Regions from separate parts of the Drosophila melanogaster genome. Here region 1 is linked to region 2. A link is a contact called in public targeted proximity ligation data. All regions are on one chromosome and are shown on one strand. The core of a region is the stretch at or near the end of the contact, and the rest is flanking DNA. Distances in the headings are between cores, read along the strand shown.

Region 1 (7,141 bases), core at 135-2,634, 480 kb after region 2:
TGGCTTTAAGATCGTAAAAATTTACAGCTTTCGTAATTGCAAAATAGTTTGGCATAACACGGAACTTATTGTTTAGGTACAGGAAAGGAATATGTACCAATATTGCCGATGGCAAACACCTACACCAGATAGATACCCAGTCATTCATGTATCCAAACACCTATCCATAAAAGATGCCTTCCAGATTTTATTGAGGCATTATCAGGCGAAATAAACGGGGACAATTTGACGAAAATTGGGGACTGGGAGGCCGAGGAGCCGGTTTTATGAATGCCATTTTGACAGGAGACGACAGCAAAGGGCGTTGCAAATTGCCGGGCGGGGCGTGGCAATGGGCATAGTTTTTGGCCAACCCTCAGACCTGTAATGAATGGCCATGTATGAGCGATAACAGAGCACTCGGAAAAATGTATCTTAAAGGTTGCTATATTTAAAGGCAAAATCATATTTCACATACAAGGCCAGTTGAAAAATTCAAATCACTTGAATGATTAATGGGTAAATGGGCAACCTTTTTCAAGTAGAGCCTAAGCCAAGTACTACCATTTAATAACAACTTGTAATTAATACGAAATGTTCTCTTTCTAGTTATTTTTGAAGTGTTTTCCGCGTGGGTTTACAGAATCGACATTTACGGCTCATAACCCACTGCACTGAAATGACGGAGTATTTGTGCTTCCCGATAGCCATTAGAAAGTGGAGCTGGTAGGCGGGGAGGGTAGTGTGGGGTGTTGCAAGTGGGTGGCTTTTGGGCGACTGGGTGGTGTGGGAGGTGTCAAGGGCGCGATAGCTCTTTGACAGCCGGGAAAGCGGATATGGAGTGAACGACAGGTTTTCCCTCAGCTCTTCCGCCTGGTAGTTCGTGTTTATGTAAAATTAATTTGAAGCTTTTAATCAAATATTAGCGGCAAAAAATGCTGCGGAGCTTGGTAGGAAAAACTGAGCCACAAAGCAGTGAAATTAAATACTTAACCTACTTTCAGCAGTCACTTTATGGACAAAATAAGAACTTATTCTCACGCATTAGCATTGTTTTAAGAAAAAAAGAATTTGCCTAACTAAAACACCAATTTGCGTTTGTAGCAACTTATTGTTCCCTCAAAAACGTTAATATAAAACTAAAACCGCACTGTAATAATGATGATACATACTAAAAATGTGAAGGGAAGAGTTAGTGATTGAGAAACGATTTATTTACTTTTACCACTTGTATTATTTGCTTTTAAAAATATCTACCGCGTAAGTATCTTACATTGTAAAATAAATGTAGGAAATGACTGATGTTATCGATTATTTATAAAATTCAAATGTTTAAGCTTTCGCGCGTAACATGGTATTTTTTAGGCAGTTATTCGCGTCCTCGGATCACAATCTGGTAACATCGAAAGTTCTAATTTTGTTTGTGTGCGTGCGACGTCGGTTTTTTCGTCGTCGCGACTTTTTTAAAATAAACTGGAGGCATTCGCAAATAATTTAAGCCTAATCGATCAGGAATTCGTACATAATGTCGGTTGTGATATCGAGCTCTTTGTCAAGAAGCGCTTGAATCGTGGGTAAGAATAAAGTCGCACCTACAAAATGAACGAATTAGAACTTTTTGCCACGAGAATAGCAAGTGCATATGTGTGGGTGTATGTTAGTGTGGGCATTTGTGTGTGTGTCTGTTGTGGTCTCTGAATGTGTGAGTGAAGGAGAAGGAAGTAGAGCTCCCCTTATTTCTCCAAAAACAACAAATACAGAGAGTAAGAAGGAAAGAGTAGGAGAGAGAATAACTTGTAACAAAGTACCGTTACAACAATGGTAATACGGAAATGTGCAACAGAGAAACAAAAACAACACCAACAACAACGAGAAGTAGTACGAGTTTTGTGGGCCTTTCGTGCAGATACCACCAGTTTTCCCCCACCCCTCCCCGTCTTTTTCTGCACAATTTCGAGTTTTCCCAGCTGCGCCACAGCAACAACAACCACAACAACGAGAGCAATTGTGACTTTTCCGCATTGCAGTTGCGCCAACTAACACCGATTTTTTGATTTGGGGCTTCGTGCCTAAGCGCTCTTCTTGCATTCAGCCCGCGTTTAATAAACAATTAATCGTCAAGCAATAAACAACAGCAAGCCGCGCATAGAAATTTGAGCTTTTTCAAAATATTACACCATCCGATTACATAATATAGTTTACAAGTCGTGCTTTGCCGTTCCGTTTTGTTTCGCTTGTTCGCCTTCTTCTTGAGGTCGTTTCTTGTGCTTCCTCTTCCAAGTGAGAATTCCCAACAACCTGTTAGAAGATTCGGTCCCATTGGGCGGCGCTCTAGCTGGGTTTATGCGGGACTGTAATCAAGATCTATCAATGGAACTAAAAATTTAATTATAGTGTGTTAACAATCAGGTAGTAAACAAGTTAGCATTAGAAGCACATTCTAAAAAAAAAAAATGGATTTACCTCTTCATTTTTAACACGGCTTTTATGAATATATGATTCATTTTTATCATACGAATTTAGTATCTAAGCTCCCAAATGTATTTCCGCCTGTTTTGCCTGTGCTTATCAGGAGTGTTTTCAATTCGCCTAATTATCGTTAATGGAGTTCCCGCATAAACGACTCACTATACACGCACGCAGTCAGCGAATTGAATTGATCGATGGTTTGTTCACCTTCTCCACCGCTTTCTTCCGCAGCGTTCTGCTCTTTCCACCTGTGGGCAACTACCGCCGTTATCTCATCCACCAAACATGTGAGAAATACCGCCAGCAGTACGATCTGTTCACCTTCTCAGTGGGCCAAGGGCCGCAGCGGCGCACCGTCCTCTGCTTTCGAAACCAGCTTCTGGATCCCAGCGGCTTTGAGAAGTGAGCATCTGATATCTGACAGTAGATTATTGTTCATTTCAATTTGTCGTTAATGCACAATTAACAGCCGCAAGCAGCAGCAGCAGAGGGAGAAGGATAGAGAGCGAGAGGCAGCGAGGAGCTGGCGGAGCAACAACAATTCGCACTATCACACGAACGGCAGAAGCAGCAGCGCCAGCAGAAGAAGCGCCACGGAGCTCTGTAAGATGGGCGTTAAGAAGCATATCAGCGAGACTCCATGTGAGTAAATGGCCCAAAGCAAGCTGGCCGTACATATAAACAAAGGCTATCCCCTGTTTTTTAATCACATTTTGGAGCGATGCGTTTTTGGCTCCCCGTTTAGCAAGCAGTCATAAATTTAAGTGTTCGCAAATACGCAAAAAGAAGCCAAACAAAGAAATCGAAAATGTAACAGGGATAGCGACGAATATGAGAATACCCAGTAATACTGAAAATTAATTCACATATTTATCTATGTACATTTTTGCCATTAAATTGCACAGTTGTGTTAGATACCCAGCAAATTGAAGCATTAATGAGCTTTCCAATCAGAAGTAATAACTAAATTCCGGCCAAGTGTATAGCAAACAGGTAGATTAACTAAAAATAACCAGATGCGCCAGCTGATCGACGTCGGCAGCGCCGTTGCCGTTCATTCAAGGTCGCCCTCTTTCTCGAGCGGATTTTTTGGTGATGTTGCATCACGGCTCACCTCACTTCACTTCACTTGGCTTCACGCAGGTAGACGCTCAACTGGTCGACCGCTGCGCACGCTCACCAGCTCTGGACCGCCCCCGCAGCCCCCCCTTGCTGCCTGGGATCCACCTGTCAAGTTCGTGTTGACATTCACGAAAATCGGGCATAGAGCGGATCGTAAAAAATTGGGTCGACATGAGTGAATTTTGCTTTTAATTTATTTTATGCCGAATCCGTTGCTTCACCTTAGTCTCTATTTTATTCGTTTTGTTTTGAGCATTTGCCAACTATTGTTGCTAATCGTCTGCTTAGCTCTCCCATTTGGCGATCTATCTTCGTATCATGTGAAGTATCTCACATTCGGCATCTTGTGTCTCTTTCTCAATGTATCTCATGGATGGCGCCTTCTCTATCTGTATCTTGCAGTAAGCAAATCGAATTCGGTGGATTTATACAGGCCGCCAGCGTTGAGGAACAATAGCAATAACAACAACAGCAGCAGCGAGGAAGCAGCTGCAGTAAACGAAGCTATAACAACACCATTAGCTGCAGGAACAGCAACCACTGCATCTACAAGTCCTACCTCCAAAGAATCCCCAAACAGGTAGGTAAATCGATTTGCAACCCATCAAAGTTAGGAATAGATCATAAACTGCGTATATACCTCTAACGAAACTGTTGATATTCTGTCGTGAGCTAATCTCGTTACCTCGTTTCCTTCACCGTTTATTATTATTATCTCTGTTTTGCTCCGCTCTTTCGTAGAGAGGCGGACGCCTCAGCAGCAGCAGCGGCGGCGGCGACACGACGTGAACGCCGTCCCGATCGAGCGGTTTATGTGCCAAGGGCACGACGCAGTCAAACTACACCACCGACTACTACAACAACAACAACGGCGGCGGCAGCGACAGCGGTTGCAACAACATCACCACCAGCAGCAGCAGCGGTGGTCGCAGCAACAATTACAACAGCGCCGGATTCCCCGCCAGTTGCAGATACACAGCCGAGCAAAGCGGACGACGTCAACGGTCAGCCGCCGTCCAAGTCGAAGAAAAGCAAATCGCATCGGGAGCGCAGAGAACGCGCAAAGAAAACGACAACAGCTACAACGGCCGATAACGCCACTGTACTGGTTATATCAGCATCTGAGAACGATACTCAATCCAACGAAGAACACCGACCGGCAAAGCCAGCGGACTGTGATAAGGAGGTGTGTGTACTAAAACAAGACAAGAACGTATATAAGCGAATCTAAAGCCTATGAATTAGTTCTTATTAACAATAATTGTTCAGCGTAGCGCCATTCTCCATCAGCAGTTAGAATTTTTTAATACACATTTTAATAGCTGACCTTGCCTTTCTAACATACAGATCATGAGCGGCGCCCAGCGTACAAAGCCAGGCAATGGCAACAAATCAGCCAGCAATGGCAAAAGCCAGGCATCGCCTCCGCTGCGCATCGAGGATGTGGTGGCGGCCAGGAGCACCAATGGCGAGGAGCCGGCCAAATGTGATAACGATGTGCGCGAGCTGCAGCGAGCCTCAAAGGTAAGTTATGCCGCATGGAATCAGCGAAATGTTTTAACTAACTTCCAAACGATTGCAGGAAATCAATCGCAGCAATCGGCGCATCATGAAACAAACCTTCAACTCAGATGTGCTGGAGATTCCCGAGAAAATAGAGACATCGGCAACAAAGGCCATCCCCACATCCCCGCAAGCATCAGCCACAGCGAAACCACCTGTAGACAGCACCACCGAAGACGATGACGAGGAGGACGAGGACGACTGGGAGAAGATGTTCGACGAGAGCGGCGACTGTCTGGATCCCAAGTTACTCCAAGAACTGACTGAATCCGTGGGCAAGTGCAAAATAGAGCTGCCCAAAATGGACTATACGGTAAGTAGATATAACTGGTTAACCAGCATCATCATCAAATTAAACACTCTGTTCCACAATTCGTACAGGTCTTTCACATTAAACAACAACTGCTCAACGAAGAGGAATTTCCGCACGTTCTGGAGGTGTCCAATTTCCCAGTGGAGTTCAAAACTCCCGACCTGCTCATGCTTTTCGCCCAGTACAGGGGCAGTGGTTTCGACATCAAGTGGGTAGACGATACCCATGCCCTGGCTGTGTTCAGCAGTTCCCGCATTGGTGAGTGCCTACAAATGCAACCGGAGATTGGTTCGGTAATGAAATAGAACGTTTCCTCCGCAGCTGCTGAGGTGCTGACGATGGGGCATCCGTTTGTCAAGTTGAAGCCACTTGCGGAAGCCACTCTGGAGTCACGACTGAAGGCAAAGAAGGCCGGCGCGGTGTCAATGCAGCCCTATCGCCAGCGTCCGGAAACCTGCACGGCCTTGGCCCGACGACTGGTATCGGGTGCACTGGGAGTCAAGCTGCCCACGGCGCCGCAGGAACGGGAGAACGAGAGGCGGGTACTACGTGAAGCCAAAGGTGAGTGCGGGCCATGTAACTAAACTGGGTCAAGGATATACTTGATTTGGAATCATTGGCGCTGCCTTCCCTTGGTCTTTTATTAATCTGCCTTATCTTTTTATTCAGAACGCAAACTGCTAGCTGCCAAACAGCGGGACGAAGTCTGGGAGAGCTAGACCGCGGCCCGGAAGAAGGCCAGGTGCATTTTTCTCACCCTTTTCTCATCTGCAATAAATGCGGCAGCAAACACAACACCATGTGGATCGACAACAAGAAACACCACCATTAACGCCCACAAAAACAATTCTCAATCAAAGCTAACACAGTAAATGAGTAATTCGCATGCTAAGCAATGTACTTTTAATGTTCGCTTTTTGTGAAATTAACACAGACTTTTGCTCAATTTGTTGTAGTTTTTAGAGGATGCAATGCATATTATATCATCTAGGCCGTAAGAGAGAAATATCTATATTTATTGGTCGTAGCAATTAAACGTGCAGAGAGACGCGTGTACGTGTTGTTTTAACTCCAGCCGTAAACCTAATTTTTAAGCGCGAGCAATTTATATATTGATATACAGTTTGTCAAGAAACTGTTTACACACTGTGAAATAAGTTGAATTTTTGACTTTAAAGCTAAAAATAAAGGGTTTTTTGCTTAATTAAACGCAATTTTTTTATAAAATATAATTAAACAATATTTATTTTACTTATAAATCAAAAAACAAATTAAAAATATTAAATATACAAGAAAATAAACAACAAATTCCAAGTTTACACACTTTTGAGACTGTCAAGAAACTCTTTACACAAAACACTAAATCGAAGTTTAATCCTAAATTTTTTAATTATTTTATTAAAATTTTAAAAGTTTTGGTATGTAGTATGTTCCCCATTGGCTTTAGCTACAAGTTGAAGCCTTTTTTTCATGGATTGGACAAGTTTTTGCAGGTCATATTCAAACGGGATCTTTTCACACTCTTCGACTATTACAGTCATAAGCTGTTGTTGTGTTTTAGGTCCCTTTTTGCCACCTTCTTCTTTAAGTAGGTCCACAAATTTTCAATGGGGTTCAGATCAGGACTCTGAGGGGGCGTATCGATCACTTTACCACAGTTATTAAGGCGCCAGGTGCGTACATTGCACTCTTTAT
Region 2 (7,574 bases), core at 118-2,617:
GAAATTCCGCAACTAAAAATAAACAAATGAGAAAAAGAAGCGCAGAGCACGCGACGCACAAAAGAGGGTGAAATTGTACCCGCGAAGAGCTGAGTTTAACAACAATATAATGTTCTTGGCCTCGCCAGCGATTTTTTATTGAGGAAATAGTGCAAATAGAATTGTGATTTCTGCATATTTGCATAAATTGCGGCCACTCGCAGAATTGCAAAACAAAGAACGGCGATAAATAAGGCCAAAACAACGATAGCGAAATTATCAGAAGAAACCCACACATGCAAACAGAACCTAAGACAACAAGAGAAAAACAAAAGTCACTTGCTTTCGTTTTGTTTTGTTTTGTTATGTTATGGTTTTTTATCACCCAGTCTCCATCTCGCTCTCGCTCCCCCTCTCTCCCGCTTCTCTTACTCATTCCCACCCGATCGGAGTTGCATTTTGCGATCAACGGTTCTTTGGTTGGGGCATACTTCCTGCTCGCTCGCACCTACGCGAAAAGGCTCTGCGAAACCAGTTATTAAAAGCCATAAAAAGGAGAACCGTTTAACTGTTTAAGTGTCCCATGTTGGTTTTTTCGCCAGGTGTCTGAAACTTCGCCAGCTGTTGGCCGAAACTATTTTCGTATTTTCGTGTTTCGCTCGCAATTCTGCAATTTGCAATTGTTTTTTCGGGGGTTTTTTGCTGTCCTGCTTCTGCGCAGAGGGTGCAAGCAGGACGACAGGACTCGAACTCACACACACCCCTAAAAATGCCGCTACTCCAAATGCAATTTCATTGTTTTACCGTTGTATTTGCACTAAAATCGGAACCTGAATTTAATGGCGATTTCGTTTCAAAATATTTGCGTACACCCGGAATTGTGTGGCACCCACACCCCCAATTTACACTTCGTATTTCGTTCAACTCCGGCGCAGCTTCGTTTTGCTCTCTATATACAGCTTCATTGCGTTTTTTTTTATTAAATTTCTTTGCGCAAAAGGAGTGGCGTTGTCCAGGATTTTTTCACACATACACATGGACCTTATACACATATAGTCGGCGTCTTTTTATTTTCATTCGCACTGTTTTGTACTTTTTTCCGGCACATTAGCTTTTCGCCAAACTCCATTTAACACTCCTTTGCTGGGATTTACCTTTAAAAAGCTTTTTGTTTAGCCCTTTCGGTATACACAAATCCTTTTTTTTAAATACTCGCGACCCGGAATACTCGAATATATCCTATTTCGAAGGACGTTAATTGTACGATGAAAAAAATCACTCGATCATCATATGAACTCAGTACCCGCGGCAATTTATACTTATTGTTGATATTTTTGCAGCGGTTAAACTCGCGACGAAAACGCGTCCGTTTAGCTTGAATTTCGGGCCGATTTTGGTTTTGCTTTGTTTTTTTAGAGCTGGTACGATAGGAGACGACTATTCGATACTATCGGTGAATTGTTTTGGCGCTATGGGTTTTTAATTCTCGATTCAAGTGCGGTCTCACTGATAACTTGCTAATAATATTCGATTTATTCACTTATATTCGAGCAATCAGCGCTACATTTCAAAAAGTTTGTGTTCTAAACTGGCATTGCTTTGGCCATTTTACGAAATTCAAATTTATTTTTCCTTAGGAAACGCACAACGCTTGAAAATGCAGCTCAATATTTAATATTTAAAGAGCTTAAGTTTTTAAGAAAATTATAGTAAATCTGTATTATTCACTTTAGGTCATTTGTAAGGTAATGTAAAAACTAGCAAAGACTCAAACCAGTAGAAAGCTCTCTACATTCATGTTAAATATTGAAATATTCGTTTGGTGACCGAATTTTAAAATACCTTTTGTATTAAAATAACTTCTTAATAATAAATACCAACCGGCAAATAAAATGCGGATCTTTTGTTGTATTTTTTTTTTTTAATTTTGAGATTATATATATATAATAATTAGATTTACATTCATTTCTGTACCATTTTACTTGTTTTATTTTAGAAATAAAGTAAGCATTTATTACTAATTCTTTTATTTTTTTTTTTTGTTGCTTTAGACGTGCATGTTGGTGCACTTATCTTTCCATTTTGCTTGGATGAACATTACTAAATACGGGGGCGTACAATCAGTTTATAACACAAAAACAAACAATATTTTAAATATACTTCTTCATGAGACTTTTTCGTGTGGAAGAGAAGGGAGTGGGGCGAAATCACGCAAACAACATAAAATAAGGCAGAATTAGTGTTTCATTGGGGACATTGGAGTGTGTGCCAGTTGGGGACAAGATTCTTCTATATGCACTCGATATAGAGATATTGCAACGTGACCACTTTTGATATTGAAGCTAGTGAAAACACAAAGAAATGCACACAGTACAAAAAGCGGAGATGGTTATCAATTTTAACATGCTACGATTTATAGAATTTTGGTTTAATTTCCCTCCTCGATTCGTTCATCCGTTATTTTTGCTTTTGTTTTCATCATTCTCTTGGCTCTGTATAAAAGTTCAGTAAAAAATGCAGCTTAACTAGGTTCTCGTTTTGTAATTCCCTCCAATTTCGTTATTAAGGTAGCTCTCCTCGCAAACGACGTGGTGCGTTTCTATACTTCCATTGGATTTCCTCAATTGTTGCAAGCTTGCTTGGGTTTTGTGTTGCTTTCGGCTTTATTTTACATTAATCAATTATTTACTTGTTTATCACTTAGTTTTTACAATGGCGTTTTATGTGGGTTTTGTTTGCTTTGCTTTGCTTCGCTTCGCTTCGATTTCCATTTGCATTTGCATTTGCATAAAATGTATAAATTTCCTCTGCTCTCTCTCCACTAACACGTATTTATCAGAAACGCACAAATAAATTCTATTTGATAATATCAAGAACAAAAACTAACTGCATATATTTTCTTCTATATTTTCTGCTGTGCGCAGAAAATTCGATATACTTGTATGTTTTGTGGGCTTATGCTGCGTTGCTAACTTTCAACTTAAGTTTAACTTGTAAGCGAAATCATACACAATCGTGAAACGACATTTGAAATGAATCTGAATCTGAATCGTGTGTGCTGGGTGTTTGTTCAGTTATGTAACGTTAATATACATACATCGAAAGGATGGAGGATACGAATTGCTTTAATTGCGGTTTTTTTTCTGACCAGATCTGACAAAAAACCTCGACGAGTGAGCTTGAAATGTTCGTTTCTAAATATTAAGTAGATTATTTTATACACATATATATATATATATATATATGTATATATATATATATAGACTCGCGTTGATCGAGTTTTCTTAGCACATTTACTAATTGAAACGTTGTCGTGGTGAATTTCATAAGCACAAGTTCATGACCTCGGGTTGTTGGTATGTTGTTGAGTGTTGTTGTTGTTGTTGTTGTTGGTGTGTTTGTTTAGGATATCTCACTTAATCGTTATGCACTCTTCACTTAAATCAGCTAATTATCTTTTATGTGTTCGCGTTAGATACTTTCATTCATTTTCGTTTGCCTTTTGTGGTAAAATAAGAAGAAAATGTTTATGGGTTGATTTTGTTGCCGGTTGAGCAAATCGATCGCTGGGCCGTCGATCGAAGGCTGCCTGCCACGATCATCGATCGTCGATTGGATTGGATTGAATTGGATTGGTTTCGATTGGATTCGATTACCAATTGGCCATGCCCGGCTTGTTGAGCGTCATAAAGTAGATTTGACACGATGAAGCACCTTTGGCACTGCTGAAGAATACTTTGTCGTTTCGCTCGCAAAGGAATTTCAAGCGCTGCGCCTTTTTGTGCATGAACACACCATCCAAATGGCCGCTCTCAACGGAACGTATCTGTAATGAGGGCACAAACCATTAAAATGATTACTCGAGGTCCCAAAAGCATGCTCACTCACCTCTATTGCTTTATTGCCCCAGCCCATGATTTGTCCAGTGCCGATGTAGGCCACCGAGGTGGGCATCTCGCCCCACTAAGAAGGAGTAAAAAAAAAGTGTATTAACACACTGGCCAACTAAATAGCTAGAAGTATTCCCCGATGACTTGCCTGCAGTACAATGTTCTTGGAAACGCGGCCCACAGTGTTCACATAGACGCCCTCATTGTCGTAGCACAGCAGCAGTTGCATGCCATTTGAGTTGGGAAGCGCCACAATACAATGCGGAATGATTGCACCCTGAGTCTGCAGAAATAGCAATTATTTAGCAATCAATTACGACATTTGCCATCAGACCAACTTACATGCTTGGGAAGATAGATATCGTATACTTCAGCTGAATCTAAATCAACCGCATGGAAACCCTCGGCGGAGCCATAGATCACCTTCAGTCTCGACTGATCCTCAATGGTGAGATCGACCAAAAGCGGGCGATGTTCCAGTTCACCAAAATTCTATGAAATAAAAACCATGACTCGAAAACTTTCATAATGATTTGCGGAGACCCACCTTAAATGCCATAAATTTGTGATATGGTTTGGGAGCCCATGCATAAATTTCAATAGAGTCTTTTAATGCAATCACTAGGAACTTAATCCTCTCGTATTTGACAATCTTAAAATGTACAGCACCTTGCAGATCACCCACGTTGATCCAACCGTTCCGACGCTCCACTTGCTGCAATTGAAATCGTATCGAATTATTAGTCGAATGGCTAACTTGGCAATTCAAATAACTCACATCGGAGAGTCCGTCGGTGCGCAAGATCTTCGACTTTAGCCAGGACAAGTAGTAGACGCGCACTCGGTTCTTCTTGCCGGATATGGTGACCAATATGTTCTGGCCCTCTAGCACCTCCATTTGCTGGAAACGGCGTCGCGAGATGAGCTGGTAGACCTGTGGCAGCAGATATAATGGTGCATTAGAGGGGTACATGATTTCATTCTATATAAATCACTTACCTTGCCCTGACCGGATCGATCTAGCAGCATTAAGCCATTCTCCGTTCCAATCAGCAGGTTGACGCCCCATAGCGCTGCGCACAGGATTTCCGAATTGAAGCGCTTCTTATACTTACGGATCTCGGGCGTATCGTTGGCCGCCTCGTGGGAGGTGGGCGTTACATTGACATTGACGTGCGATTCCCGGCGCGAAGGACCAGAGCCGCCGGCGCCGAAGCCAAAGGTCAGGAAACTGCGCTGCTTCTGTTGCAGGGCATAGGCGTGCGGTGGCAGCGGATTGGAGATCGAGGCCGAGGACGTCGAGGAGCAGGGCGTCAGGTGGTGCAGGTTCGCGGAGGAGGAAGAAGCAGATTTGTGCAAGAGATTAGTAATACTGCTGGAGGAGCGCGTCTTGCTGATCGAATTCTTGGGCGAATTCTGGCGCGAATTCGAGGACGAAGAGGCGAGCGATATCGTCGATTGGGGCGAGTGATTGCTGCTGATAATCACGCCGCCCACAACGGTACCGCCCCCCAAACCGAGACCACCGCTTCCGCTGCTGGCGATAAACGATTTCGATGGCGTGGAATGCACGGATGAGCTAATGGCCGCTTGATACTGCTTAATCGATAACACAGTTCGATTATTTCGATTAGTTTATTGGCGTACGTTATCGATTATTATTTATTTATTTTTATATTTTTACATAGGATTTCATTGGTTTTTGATTTGTTTACGTTTTTTTTTTATGTAGAAAGAAAAGAAAAATAGAAAAGTGCAGAAAAATTGTAATTAGTCTTAAGATGTCAACTAAAAATAAGATAAATTAAAAAATATTCACATGCGAGGATTGGGTGTGTGCTTCGGTTTATGTGAGCATAGAGAGCATTACAATAGTGTCTTGTGTGCTTATAAGTGTTATGTGTGGATGCTTAGACTAACAACAAATGAAAATATAGCCGAAACTCAGACCATGTTAACAGTGGTAAAAAAGGCGGAAGTGTGTTAAGATTAAACCAGAAGAAATTATAAATCAATATGTGATTAATCTTTCCCCAGAGGCCTTTGGTAAAAAGAAGAAACCCATTGAAAATGTGTTGTGTTTTCATACTTTACTTTGGAACCTGTGTGTGTTGTATGTGGTATGTGTGTAATGTATAGTAGACGAAACGTTAGCCACAAAAGATTGGCTGCTTACAACGCAAAAGACAAAGGGAATACCCAAGTTGAAATTGAAATGAATTTGTTTTATTGACAGAATAACACGGAAAAGTGTTCCCAGATCTGGGAAAAAGTTGTAAAGATGTGCAAAAATTATATTTAAGATTTCCATGTCCCTTGAAGAAAACTTACAGATTGTATGGCACATTATGAAAAAAATGTGATGAAAACACATAAGATGAAGAGAATTATAACTATACACAAACGTATTTTCTTGTTTTGGTAGTTGTTTATTGGGTTTGGTTGGTTTTTTTTTTTAAGAGAGCAAATTATACAAAATAAGGAGCACTTTGTCGTTGGGGGACTAATCGTTCATACTTACTATTGTAATGTTTTGATTGTTTGTTTTTGATTGGTAATTTGTAAATTGTTAGAATATATCGTAGTGGCCATCAGCTCAAACGTTGCGGAAAGACAAAGCACAATTAAGAAGAAGAAATTTGTTTAAACATTTTGGATCTTTACTTTTTGATGTGTTCGATAAATCAGTTTTACTCAGTCATGCACTTGGTGAGAGCTTCATTACGAGCATGCAAGTTATTTTCATATTTTCAAAATTTCTCAACCAATTTTCATTGTTTACCCTCTTCATAATGAACTTTGCTCCACGTCAAAGAGATATGTTTATGCTAGAGATGTTCTATATCTTAGGGATTAGTCACATAAATACTTGGGGTTAGGAATGGGATAAAATATGCCGAAATAAAAAGTTCTAAACAAAAAACTGTACTTTACTTCTAAGCAAAAAATTTAATTTCCCTGACTTGAAAATTATTTCTTATGTTAGTATAAATCCCTTGATCGCAAGTGTTCTGATTCAATGGTTATTAAATACGTCTCAAGGTGGAATTCTAAAATTAATGACTGATAATGAACTTGTTTATGACTCTGCTATCAAACCGGAAGAACTTCGAGTTATATTTTCTTAGCCATGATTCCTAGCAGAGAAGAGATAATGGGAATGAATCGGCCCGAACAACAGAACGATACAACAAGATATATTATCACAATAAATAAACTCAACGTGGACACATGGGTTACGAACGAAAAACACAATGAAAAATCGATTAAAACGAAAAACACAGAAGGACGTGGTGGAGTATTTATTGGCCACATTACTTACCTCCTCACTGGATGATTTATCATGGCGTGGTGGCGTTGCCGGCGATGCCTGGCTGAGTAGATCCGGCAGGACGCTGCTGGTCCTTGTCCCAGGAGTTCCCAGTCCAGTGCCATCGGCGCCCACGCCGCTGCTGCCACCGCCTCCTCCGCCGCCGCCGCCGCCACCGCCTCCTCCTCGATTCTGTGTGGAAACACATGACACAGCGTTAGCATATCGAATAAATGCAGGTTCTCAAACAATTGCAATGGAATTAGAGGGAAAAATGGGGTTATAGAATGTCTTTAAGGAAAAGTAGGAGAAACAACGAAACGAGTCAACGAAATGAGTCAAGTAACGTACAAAAAGAGATTCAAAAGAGCAGCAGCACAAAATAAATGAATGCC

The links.
Region 1: a targeted proximity ligation map of the Kc167 cell line shows a contact between it and region 2, with 5 times the contacts expected there. A contact is called at or near these places in 3 of 107 Hi-C or Micro-C datasets (the Kc167 cell line and wing imaginal disc) and 2 of 7 datasets of targeted methods (both in the Kc167 cell line).

Annotation. Positions count from the first base shown.
Region 1 is chr3L:3,033,812-3,040,952 of dm6, forward strand. It overlaps CG2162, which reads left to right and starts at 1,385. Exons shown (of 10, transcript NM_139503.3): 1 at 1,385-1,553; 2 at 2,680-2,850; 3 at 2,918-3,090; 4 at 3,973-4,150; 5 at 4,312-4,756; 6 at 4,918-5,094; 7 at 5,153-5,446; 8 at 5,515-5,704; 9 at 5,768-6,007; 10 at 6,116-6,658. The coding sequence starts at 3,057. The coding sequence ends at 6,165.
Region 2 is chr3L:2,552,925-2,560,498 of dm6, forward strand. It overlaps Spn (Spinophilin), which reads right to left and starts at 1,368. Exons shown (of 16, transcript NM_001259642.1): 1 at 1,134-1,368. msn (misshapen) reads right to left here. Exons shown (of 18, transcript NM_206252.3): 11 at 7,192-7,371; 12 at 4,869-5,465; 13 at 4,648-4,803; 14 at 4,417-4,584; 15 at 4,212-4,361; 16 at 4,018-4,152; 17 at 3,868-3,942; 18 at 1,923-3,805. The coding sequence ends at 3,632.